Regions from separate parts of the Mus musculus genome. Here region 2 is linked to region 1. A link is a contact called in public Hi-C data. All regions are on one chromosome and are shown on one strand. The core of a region is the stretch at or near the end of the contact, and the rest is flanking DNA. Distances in the headings are between cores, read along the strand shown. Region 1 has its middle 39 kb from the start of Gm41865. Region 2 has its middle 39 kb from the start of Gpam.

Region 1 (5,615 bases), core at 868-3,367:
CATTTACCTTGGGCACTTCTTTTTACATTTCATATTCAGGATGTAGGAATATACCTGGCAGCCTCTGCCCTTCCCCAACTAGTGGTTTTAGGTGGGAGTGAAACAGAGGGTGGTAGTCATTCAGCAAACAGAAGTTAAGTGCCACTGATATTCATCCTCTCTGGGAAATGTGGGCTATCATGAGAAGTCACTGCAGAGGGTCAGGAAGCACCTCTGAGTAGGTAGTGTTTGAGCTGAGATTAGAGGATGAGGAGGCCTCCTCTGGGTGGAGCTGGGTGGGTACAGAACATCTTTTAGGGATGCTCATGAGCAACAGTGACAAAGGCTCCAGGGCAGGGAAAGATAGGGTGGCAGAGCAATTAGAGGAAGGAGAGGATGGAGCAGAATGGGGAGCAAGGAGACTATGGACTGCACAGGCCTCTGTAAGCCAACTTAACTTCAAGAGCAGTGAGAATCCACTGGAGTGTTTGCACCGCAGCTGGTGTCCGTCTATGCTCACTCTAAAAGTTAAAACCGATCTGAGGGGGGGTAAGAACTGGATCAGGAAGGCCATTCGGGAGGCTAGAAGAATAAATAGACTAGCCCTGAGGTCATGGTGGTTTGAAGGGACAATGGCAGTGAAAGTGCAGAGGAATAATGGGCGGGAGAAGCCCTGAGAAGGTAGAGTTGTGTCAATGACCTCAAGTAAAGGGGAATGAGGCATGATGATGGGCGTGTCTGTGAGCACCACCCGTGCTGTTTCCTGAGATGCTGAAGCTGGAGCGAAGGGGACAGGGACAAAGGCCACTTCGGCTGTGCACTTGCTAAGTTGAAGATGCCCCATTGTCATTCAAGCAGAGGCCTCAAGAAGGAAGGCTGCTGTTGCAGGATATTTGATCTGCACTGGAAAAAATTTGCAGTGGTGTGGTTCAGCCCTAGAATACACCTTCAATACAAGAGCTTAATAAATTCAACGCTAAGTGAAGAGGTGGGGCAAGCAAGCAGCTGACAGGAAGTGAACATAGGTAAATGGAAAGGCCGGGCTTTGAGTTGAAGGGGATTTAAGAAGCAGGAGGAGCCTTTTCCTTCTGGGACCCTCGGTGGAGTAGGAAGGTCAGCTGGGTGCTTCCTCTTCCTGTCGGAGGTAGCAGGCTTTCACCCCAGCATCTAGCTTCTGAGTCTTCATTGGTAAAATTGAATGCTTGGGTTTTTTTTTTTTTTTTTTTTTTTAAACAACAGGCTGCAGGTGGGACTAGTCCTTAGAACATAGGAGTGCCCCATGAGAGATAGTTTTAAAATTTTGCCACCCCTAAGCATCCATGGTAGAACTAACATTACCACCTCAGCTCCTTTGCAGGTCTCCTGGGAGTGCCAGGCCCACCGAGGTGTTGAATTCTGTTCTCATGCCTTCTGTTGTTTACTTGTGATGTTAGTGTCCAGGAATCCCGGACCATAGGTAGTCATCGCAGGTGCCGTGGAACTAGGCTCATCGCAAGCTGGGGAGTGGAAGGGATGGTACACTTGAAGGCCAATGCAGGAGAATGGTCTACAGCTTCAGAAGTCCCGGGAGACCAGGGAAGCCAGCCCCGAGGAAGGAGATCAAAGATGTCAAAGATCAGTGAAAAATGGAATTGAATATTAAGAGAGACTGCTAAGAAAATCAATAGGAGCTAGCCAGGGAGGTGTTGAGGCTGGGCCATAAACACATAGGTTTAGGGAAGAGGGGCAGGGCAGGGCATTGTGGGCTCCCCGGAGAGGACAAACCCCTAACTTCGTGACTCTAATAGAGGAAAATGACAAGACACCATGGCAGAAATTGTCAACTATAGCCGACCTGTTTGCTTAGGACGGTATAAGAAGCTTGATTCTCCCTCCTTATACAAAGCTAGGGAGAAAATCTGTTTGCCTGCGGGAGAGACGGGGCCGGCTTCCCGTCCAAGTCTAGGCTTTACTGTTCTCTCCCTCTTGTCCAGCCTCAGCTCGCAGTCTCTCTTCTCCTTTGTCTCATAATTTGACACCCCTGAATTAGGCCAGCAATAGATAAACTGAGAATTAACTGTGTCCTAGTGCATAGTAGATGTGCTAGCGGGATAGGATCGTACTGGTGGATAAGTGTGTCCTGCTGGGATGGGCGTGTCCTGCTGGGATGGGCGTGTCCTGGTGTCAGCGGCAGCTTTCATTTCGCTCCCTGGCTGACACTGAACCAGGCTCAGCCACCTCTCATTTCTTCAGCAACTTCTTTGTTTACTTGGAGAATGAGAGGACATAGACCCCGGGGAGAGGAGAGTCTACACAGCGGTAAAGGGAAGAGGACGATGCTCACGTGACTCAGCACAGCCGTGCCTTTTAGTCTGAATGTCTTAAGCCATCAACTCACCAGTCCTAGTGAGAGTTGCAGATCTGCCTTTTGCGGATCTGCTGAGCTGTTGGGTGGATCGCCCTTCTTCTGATCTTCAGTCAGTGATGATTCTTGTCTCCCTTTACTATGGTTTGTGACTTTAAAAAAGAACGAAGTAAAGCAATACACACAAACTCTTCATAAAGACACTAGCCACGGCTATTACCCTTGACGCAAATTCATGCTGGTTTGCAATGAGGTGTGTGCATGCACCCCGGACCCTGGGGATCATGCCTGCCAGGCAGTGCCAAGCACTGGACTGTACCCTGCTGCAGGGTATTCAGCAGGACACCTGCACAGAGCAACAATCCCAGGCCAAAAAGAGCTGCACTTCCCAGCAGACAGTGTGAGGTGAAACTAAGAAAAGACTCTGCTATTTCATTGGAACTATCAACTTTAAAAAAAATAAAAAAACTCATAAATTACTGCTGATATTGTTTCTAATTCTGGATATGCTTAGGAAATATTTGGCAAATTGAACAAACACCGATGTGATGTAACCCTTCCTCTGAGCCCAGTGGGAAGAAAGTATTGCTGTATTGTGTTTTTACAAAAGGGACTGAGTTCAACAGCGAGACCCATCCTCAAAAGCTCCCTTACCAGGAACCAGGAATAGGCTTGTCAGGGCCATTTCTCTTTACAGAATCCTGTTTGGGCAATCAGCAGTTATTTCTGGGAGACTCTTGGGTGTAGAAACTGCCACGGTTCAGCAGAGGAAGGAAAGAGGGCTATAAGGACCTAACAATTCAAATCTAGAATTTATCCTTGAAAATGTCTCCTCAGAGGCACACAAAGCTATGAAAAAAGCTGTGCACACAAGCCCTCAGTGACAGACTGCCGAGCAAGGAACACCTGTGTGGCCCACAGACCTGTCCACGGAAGAGCTGTCCACAAACTAGGCACTCTCTCACAATGCAGTACTCAGGCACGGCTCTTAAAAACCAGGTAGACAACATGACTGGCTAAGCATGATCTGAACAAAGATGCTGTGGATAGACATGCTAATGTTGAACATGGGAAGCTCTGGGGGCCTCCACTCTAAAACTACAGGCAACTGAGGAGAGTCGAGAAGGTCTTCCCTACGGAAGGACACACACACACCTAACAATTTGGCTACATAACTGTGTATACTTATAATATTTGTGTGAGTATGAGTGTGTGTGTGTGTGTGTGTGTGTGTGTGTGTATAACAATAAACAGAGGTCACAGTTTTGAAAGAGACCAGGCAGAAGGAGGTACATGGGAAGGTTTGAAGAGAGGAAAGGGAAGGAAGAAATGCTATATTATAATCTCAAAAAATTAAAATAATCAAGCTAGAGACATGAGCTTCCTTGAGAATCTGTGTACCCCTCTTATGATGCTCAGTAATAAAATCAAATTGCAAGACAGCGTGTAGACAATGATTTAATCTTTTTTTTAAATCATTGAACTTTTATTTTTATTTTTTTTAATTAGGCAGTTTCTTCATTTACATTTCATATGCTATCCCAAAAGTCCCCCATACCCTCCCCGCCTCCCCGACAATGACTTAATCTTTAGGGAGCATTTTGACATTAATAATTTATATTTTAATATGCAAATTTTTGGCACGCTATGCATCAAATAGACTAGTTATCTTGTGACAGTGGGGTTGGGTGGCAGTGTCACAGCTGCTATGGTCTGTCTGTCAGAGTTGAATTTTATAGTGCCTCAAATTACATGTGTTATCAACAAGAGTCATAAAGATAGTAAGCGGTGTGCAGGGAGGTAGGGAATGTAATGTATAAGTATGGCCTCCACCCTCCTCGGGTCAAAGGCTGATGGAGCAGAAAACCACATCCACCAATACAGTGGCATGTAAGTCCTACAGTAACAGAGCTGTGGGCAAGGGGCACCAGTGTTGTGGGGAGCAGCCACTGGCAGGTAGTATAGAAGGGTGTTCCCATCACCCTTCTGTTGCTGTGATAAACACGGACCAAAACACTTAGAGAGGAGAGGGTTTGTTTGGCTAACATTTCCAGGTCACCATCGATCATCGAGGGAAGCCAGAACAGGAATTCAAATCAGGAGTTGAAGCACAGACTGTGGAGGAATGCCGCGCACTGGCGTCTTCTCAAGGTCACGTTCAGCTACCTTTCTTACACAGTCCAGGCCTCCCACATCCATAGAGGGTCCAGCCCTCCTGCATCAATTAGCAATTGGGAAAAAGCCCTACAGATATGTATACAGGGTAATCTATTGGAGACTATTCCTCCGTTGAGACTTTCCCTTCCTAGGTGTATCAAGTTGACAAGATTAGACATCTTGAAAGGGTTCCTCATCTTGTTCTGGAAGGACACTCACAGAGGCCATGGCAAGGCAGCTAGGCTAACAGAAGCCAAGGGAAGATTCGGAACATTGTTCCTCTGTCTTGGTAGCTCAGAAAGCAGTCCTGGGGCCATTCTGACTCATAAAATGTCACAGGAGTCCAGTTGGTGCAGTGGACATTTGATGACAGATGATCTGAGAGAGACACAGAAGGTCAGCTGAAGTCAAACGCTGTTGCTTGTCCGTCCTCTCGGACTTGGCATTAAATCACAGCTGCTTCGATGGTGATCTAAAGACCAGTTCCAGACGGTTCTAATTAGCCCCCAGTGTTCCTACTTCACAGGATGCTTAAATCTTGACTTTATGATCCGGAGGCAAGACATCCATGTCATCAGAGGAATTATTTATCAGGAGATGAAATCACCGAGCTGCTGTGATTGATAGCAGGGTAAAGGCACAGAGCGTCGTATTTCTTGTTGACAAGAAGAACTTCGTGTTTGTACAGCGCTCTGACCACTGCTCACCCCGAGGAAGGTGTCAGTGGACTCATTGCGACCTGCTTCCATTTTTTTTTCTGGTTCTTGAAGTTGGGCTCCAGAGCTGTATCTCCCTCCTATGCTTCTATTTAGATCAAAGTTTAGGGTAGAAAAAGTCCAGGGTGAGTCTTCTGTCTCTGACTTCATTCTCATGCTGAATAGATAGGGAGTGGAGGAGGGAGGGTAAAGATGGAGAGGAGAGGGCTGGAGAAGAGAAAATGATGGCAGGCCAATGGGAAAGAAGAAAGGGCTGGCAAGGACTGGCGGCCTCCAGGGAGCTGTACTTGTTCAGAGATGTCCATACCTGAAGACTGGAAGGCCACTTCATATGGATTTGTTCCCCACAGACAAGCTCTGCCTACAGACTCTGGGCTGTCCTTGAATCGGAAAAACTTACTTCTCTCACACGTTTATCC
Region 2 (5,615 bases), core at 2,177-4,676, 950 kb after region 1:
CGAGTTCACAGCTCAGTGATTCTCTAGATGAATTATCTGCACTCTAGTGCCAGATTTTCCCCAAAACCAGCTGCAGGTGGCTTCTCCTGGTTGCCATCTGTCTTGTCAATAGGACATGATATATAGATCACCATTTTTCCCCTCTGGTACCCACCAGCTGGGCTGTAGTATGTAGTAGTTGTGTAGTAGTTAGTAACTGATCTCTCTCTCTCTCTCTCTCTCTCTCTCTCTCTCTCTCTCTCTCTCGCTCTCTCTCTTCAGTCTGTGTCTTGACCAAACCTTAATGAAGGAAGGATTTGCTCTGGCTCAGTCTATGGTCCATCACTGGAGAAAGGCTGGAGTGTGAGGTAGCTAGCCACATCCTGTCTTTAGTCAAGAAGAAGAGAGAGATGAATGCTAGTCCTGTGTGTTTGCTTTCTTTCTGTCTCTTTTTATTAGTCTTAGGTCCCCAGTTCACAGGATGGTGGCATCTAAATTCAGTGTACGTCTTTCTCAGTTAGATCTCTGTGGAAACATCCTAGCAGGGCACCTCCCCCCAACCCCCAGGTAACTCTCAATCTAGTGACATTGGTATCGGCATTAACCAGTGCATACCCCTGGGTCCTTCCCTACCTCTGCATTCCATTCCAAACTTTCTCATTGGTTCAAAACTTCATAGTCTTTGTGACTCTTTTTAAGCCTAACCTCCTTTGCTCTGCCTGTCACATACACAATTCAAGGTTGGAATGCTGTTTTGTCTATGGGGTTGGGGGAGAACAGTAGAATTCTACCTCCTGAGTGAGACCAGCTTCTGTTGCCCTAAGGTTTTCCAGGAACCTCAGGAGACACTTTTGAGTTATTGATTGCCTGTCTTGGACAAGAAGCCTAGAAGAGAAGCCAGAGAGCACAGAGCAAAGGCTTTTGGAAGTGACCAAAGGTGTGGAGAATCACTCTCAGACACAAATATATGCAAACACACACACACACACACAAACACACACACACACACATACACACCCACACACACATGCTACTCAGCAGGCTGCCCTTTGATTTGTGCTTCCAGATACCACACTCCAAAACCTCCAACCAGAATGTGTTCAAGCCTCAAGGATCACACTCACCAGGTTACCAAAAATACAGGGTGCACTGACAGCTCGGGAGAAAGTCAAAGACTAACCACATCTTTGTCTGTATCCTAACTTGGACGGACTCTTTAAAAGGGGAGAAGGTAACTGAACATTGAACATTGGCTGGAATTAATGCACATGTTTTAGAAGTGATCATGGGACTTGGTTCTTTCTTTAAAAGTCCCATCATCCTCCACAGCTTGAAATATTTATGGGTGAAATGATAGGATATGGGAGATTATCTTGGAGACCGTCCAGAGGTGGGAGAGAGGCAGGGTATAGCTGGGAGGAAACTGAGCTCGGTTTGCCAATAGTTGGCGCCCATGACTGGACTGAGGAACCTGGCAACAAGATACTGCTCTTACCACTCTGATACCTGTTTGGAGCTTCCCATGATGAACAGGATCTTTTTTTTTTTTTTTTTTTTTAAGGGAAGAAGTAAAAAGTCTCAGCCCAGGAAGACTCCAGACTGAAACATTCCCACTCTCTCCAAGACTGTCTCAGAAGCAAGGAACAGTGCTTCCTGCTTCCCAGGACAAGCAGCTGATAAGGTCACCGTATTCATGGTCTACTAGCTATAGACTTCCTGAGAGGTGGGGTTACCTGAAGCTGTGTGGATTTGTCACATAGCCTGGGCATCCCCTTGAGTGCCCTCCCCAGCCTCTAGACTGCACTATGTCCAGCAAATATGTTTGGCTGGCTAGAAAAATGAATGGCAAACTCCTAGCCCTTTGGGTACCATTTGCAGACATAATTCTTCAATATATAAGACAAAAGTCTACCTCTGTTGCTTCCTTGCTGTGTGGCTTGGAGCAAGAATCTTAACCTCTCTGATTCTCCTCTCATATAAATCATACTGGTAAATCGCCTCCTGGCTGCTGGCTTTCCTCATAGCTTTAGTTGCTGTTCCCTGGGAAGAGCAGATATGCACTGGTGGGAACCACCAAGGCAACTCCCTGGGTGTCCCTAAAGGCCCTCAGCTTCAAAGGTGCCAGCAATGTCAACCTTGGTACCTACTTCCTGGTGTTCCATGGTGGCACTGCACAAAGACTTCAGGTCCTGGGCAAGTTTCATCTCCAAGGTTCTTGTAGTGGAAAGCATCAGCCAGTGTCATTATAAAGCAAATATGTTAACATTTCAGACTAACCTACTACCAAACCAAACCAGAGAGGGGTATTGGGGACCCAGGGCTGCTGCAGGAAGCAGGGTGCCTGACCACAGTAGACAGAAGTTTCATCTACTGCAGGAAGAAGATCCAGTCTGGCTGCAGTGGCTTTGACAAGCAGGTCTGCCAGCTGATGCCTCACACAAGACCATGGTACAGCCCTGAGCAGAGGACAGCCTATATAAAGTCAGTCCTCCAGAGCCCCTCCAACCTCAGTCTCTACAGTGTATAACACCTGTCTATACCTACCACTGACGATGCTTGCAAGGACCCTGAATGGACCTTAGGATCCTGTGGAAAGGCCAGAAAAGCTGTGGCTGAATAGCCTCTGAACAGGCTTGCAACTGTCCCTCACTGGTGTCCCTGACTCCTCCAAAAAGCTCGGCAGAGGACAACTGAAGGCCAAGCTGAGTCCAGTTTCCTGGCCTAGAATAGCCTAGCAGAAGGAACGGGCTCAGAAAGCTGGAGAGAGCCATCATTACCTATCATAGCCTGGTTCCGGAACACCCGGGCTGAGTGGAGGTGCTGAGCTCTGAGAGATGGATCAAGCTAGGCCTGGAGGGATTAAAGAAGGAACACAGGCCAACACCACAGCTCTGCTGGTAAAGCCATTTGCTGCCAAGCCTGTGACTCATCCCTGAGACCCACTGTCCCTGACCTCCATGCCTACCCACCACCCCACTGGACACACACACACACACACACACACACACACACACACACGCACGCACGCACACACACACACACACTAAATAAAAATCTAATTTGAAAGAAAAAATATAAATAACATGCTAAAGATGCCTTATCGTGTCCAGGGAGTTCATGCTCTACAAACAAAGGCCATAGGGAGGGGCAGGCTCTTGGGAAAGTCAACTCAGGTGTGAGGGTAACTATCGATCATTCCCCTATCATTCCCCACAGCAGCCCAAGTCCCCAAGCTCCAGCCAAAAGCCACCCTCCCCAGAGCTGCCTCTGGCAATGGTGAGACCGGATCTGGGCATAAAATGTCCTAGGAAATGACAGCCACATTTGAGCAGGAAATGAGTTAAGGGATTTAAGGGGATGATAGAAAATAGTCTGCAGACCTTGGACCCTGAGACTCCCCAAACTTCACACTTTTCCAAGCCGGCGCCAACACCAAGCTAAACTGAAGAACGCCTCCGCCCTCTAGTGGACAGAATGGCCATAGTCCTGGTGGTTCCAGGTGCCCTCTTCCTTCAGTGTGATAGAGAGGACCCAGAAAAGGACAAGCAAGAATAAAACTGTGGACCATTGTCTCCGGCCCCTATTCCCTTCCCTCGTTCTTCCTCACCAGTCCCCCATTTTCCCACTGATCAGACATCCACCCTTCCCAGCTTGCTCGTTTGCTCCCACATAAAACTCACTCTGTGAATGAATAAAGGAGCTTAAAATGGGAGCCTCACCTGGAGAAACTCGGTTTCAACTGGCAGAGCCTGGGCTCAAAGTCAAGTTCCCATACAGTGGGCACCAAAGAGGTATTTCCGGGTGGCTGGGAGGCACTTAGGTCCTCGCCATAGACTTCAGAAATCATTTGCACTTCGTTTTCCGATAGGACAAGGGTGGGTGGACCAAAGTGAGGAATAAGACAGACCCTGAGCTCCGTGATAGGCTTTGGAATCCCCAGGGCACCAGGGAATGGACCGGTCCCGCCCCTCACTTTCTGCAGTCCCTGCAGACATTCCTGCCTAAGGGTCCCTAGACAGCAGGTGCCCTGTAGCCACTGGAATCTCCAGCTTCCCGCAGACTTCCAGCTGCCCGAGCAAAGCCCTCTGCCACGCTCCATGCCTCAGCCCTGTCTCTTGTCTTTCGCTGTCCCGGCTTCATCTGAGGCCATCCTGGGGTCTGGTAGTATGTGACAAGCAACATGTTCGCCCTAGTTGTCTGGACAGCCTCGGCCACTCCTTCCCTTCCCTTCCCTTCCCTTCCCTTCCCTTCCCTTCCCTTCCCTCCCCTCCCCTCCCCTCCCCTCCCCTCCCCTCCCCTCCCCTCCCCTCCCCTCCCCTCCCCTCCCCTCCCCTCCCCTCCCCTCCCCTCCCCTCTCCTTTCCTTTCCTTTCCTTTCCTTTCTTTCCTTTTTTAATTACCTACATCGTGGCTTAGAACCCGCTGATGAAGTTCTATCACCACCTAGTGGTCAGATCCAAAATGTGTGGCATGGCCACACCCAGCGTTTTGGTACAGGACCACCTGATCGAAGAAAATGAAAATTAATGTATGCCTTTAAGACAGGATGGGGGGGGGGGGAATCCCAAAGCCTGTTTATGCAGAGGTTGAACCAGTGCCTGTCAAATGATGGCAGAGGAAGGAGTGGGCAGGCAGAAGAAAACTTAGTTTGCCAGGTATTCTCTTCGGAGACAGCACCCTGAGCTAACATTTATGACGCTGCCATCATAAGCCAGGCTGGGGTGCATCCGGCGTGTTCACGCTAACGTGTTGTCACCTGCTAGGTGAAGACGGAGCATCAGAAAACAGGTTCAAGATCCAGTGGCTGCTGAGTGTGGAGCTGGGACTTGAACCCAGGAAGTCTTAACCAGGTTCCGCGACTGAGTAGCAACGCTTTGGTCACCTGGGCACAATATCATGCAAACAAAGACATCAAAGGCAAAGCTAACTGTAGATGGGCTGTGTCTCCAGATTCTAATGCCAATTTCTATGGGTCCAACTTTTTGTCGACACCTTAGGCTCCGTGCCAAAAGAAAACAATTAGAAAGACACCAGTGCTCTTCCCTTGGCGGCCATCTTTTCTTCCCCGAGATCCCAATGGTGAGACTGGCTCTTCTCACCTGCAGCGGTGAGGCTAGGGTTCCCCCTCACACAGCCACAGCTGCACCCCTTTTGCCCTGGCTGGGTCCTGACATGGGGCATCATGTTTTGGAAATAATAATTTTCTTCTTCCTAGTGCATCTCCATCCTTACTCCTTCCTCGCCCTGCACCCGAGATGAGACTTAACATACTAGTCCTGAAATCCAAACACACACACACACACACACACACACACACACACACACCACACACACACACACACACACACACACACACACACACCACACACACACACACACACACACACCACACACACACACACACACACACACACACACACACACACCACACACACACACACACACACACACACACCACACACACACACACACACACCACACAACACACACACACACACCACACACCACACACACACACACACACACACACACACCACACACACACACACACACACCACACAACACACACACACACACCACACACCACACACACACACACACACCACACACCACACACACACACACACACACACACAC

What was found. A called contact is a pair of places that touch in the nucleus more often than the background predicts.
Region 2: a Hi-C map of Th1 cells shows a contact between it and region 1, with 3 times the contacts expected there. The contact joins two enhancer-like sites. A contact is called at or near these places in 1 of 15 datasets of contacts at CTCF or cohesin (pro-B cells), 3 of 484 Hi-C or Micro-C datasets (the HL-1 cell line, Th1 cells and nephron progenitors) and 9 of 115 datasets of contacts at active chromatin or transcription factors (craniofacial prominence, embryonic basal ganglia, embryonic forebrain and 6 more).

The regions. Positions count from the first base shown.
Region 1 is chr19:54,112,899-54,118,513 of GRCm38.p6, forward strand. No RefSeq gene overlaps it. Among named protein-coding and RNA genes, the nearest start is that of Gm41865, 39 kb to the right of the region's middle. Within about 2 kb of position 2,118, at least 116 of the 459 cell types and tissues checked have an H3K27ac peak or open chromatin away from gene starts, as enhancers often do. A contact at or near this core is called in Th1 cells, where this site is marked.
Region 2 is chr19:55,057,700-55,063,314 of GRCm38.p6, forward strand. No RefSeq gene overlaps it. Among named protein-coding and RNA genes, the nearest start is that of Gpam, 39 kb to the right of the region's middle. Within about 2 kb of position 3,427, at least 37 of the 459 cell types and tissues checked have an H3K27ac peak or open chromatin away from gene starts, as enhancers often do. A contact at or near this core is called in Th1 cells, where this site is marked.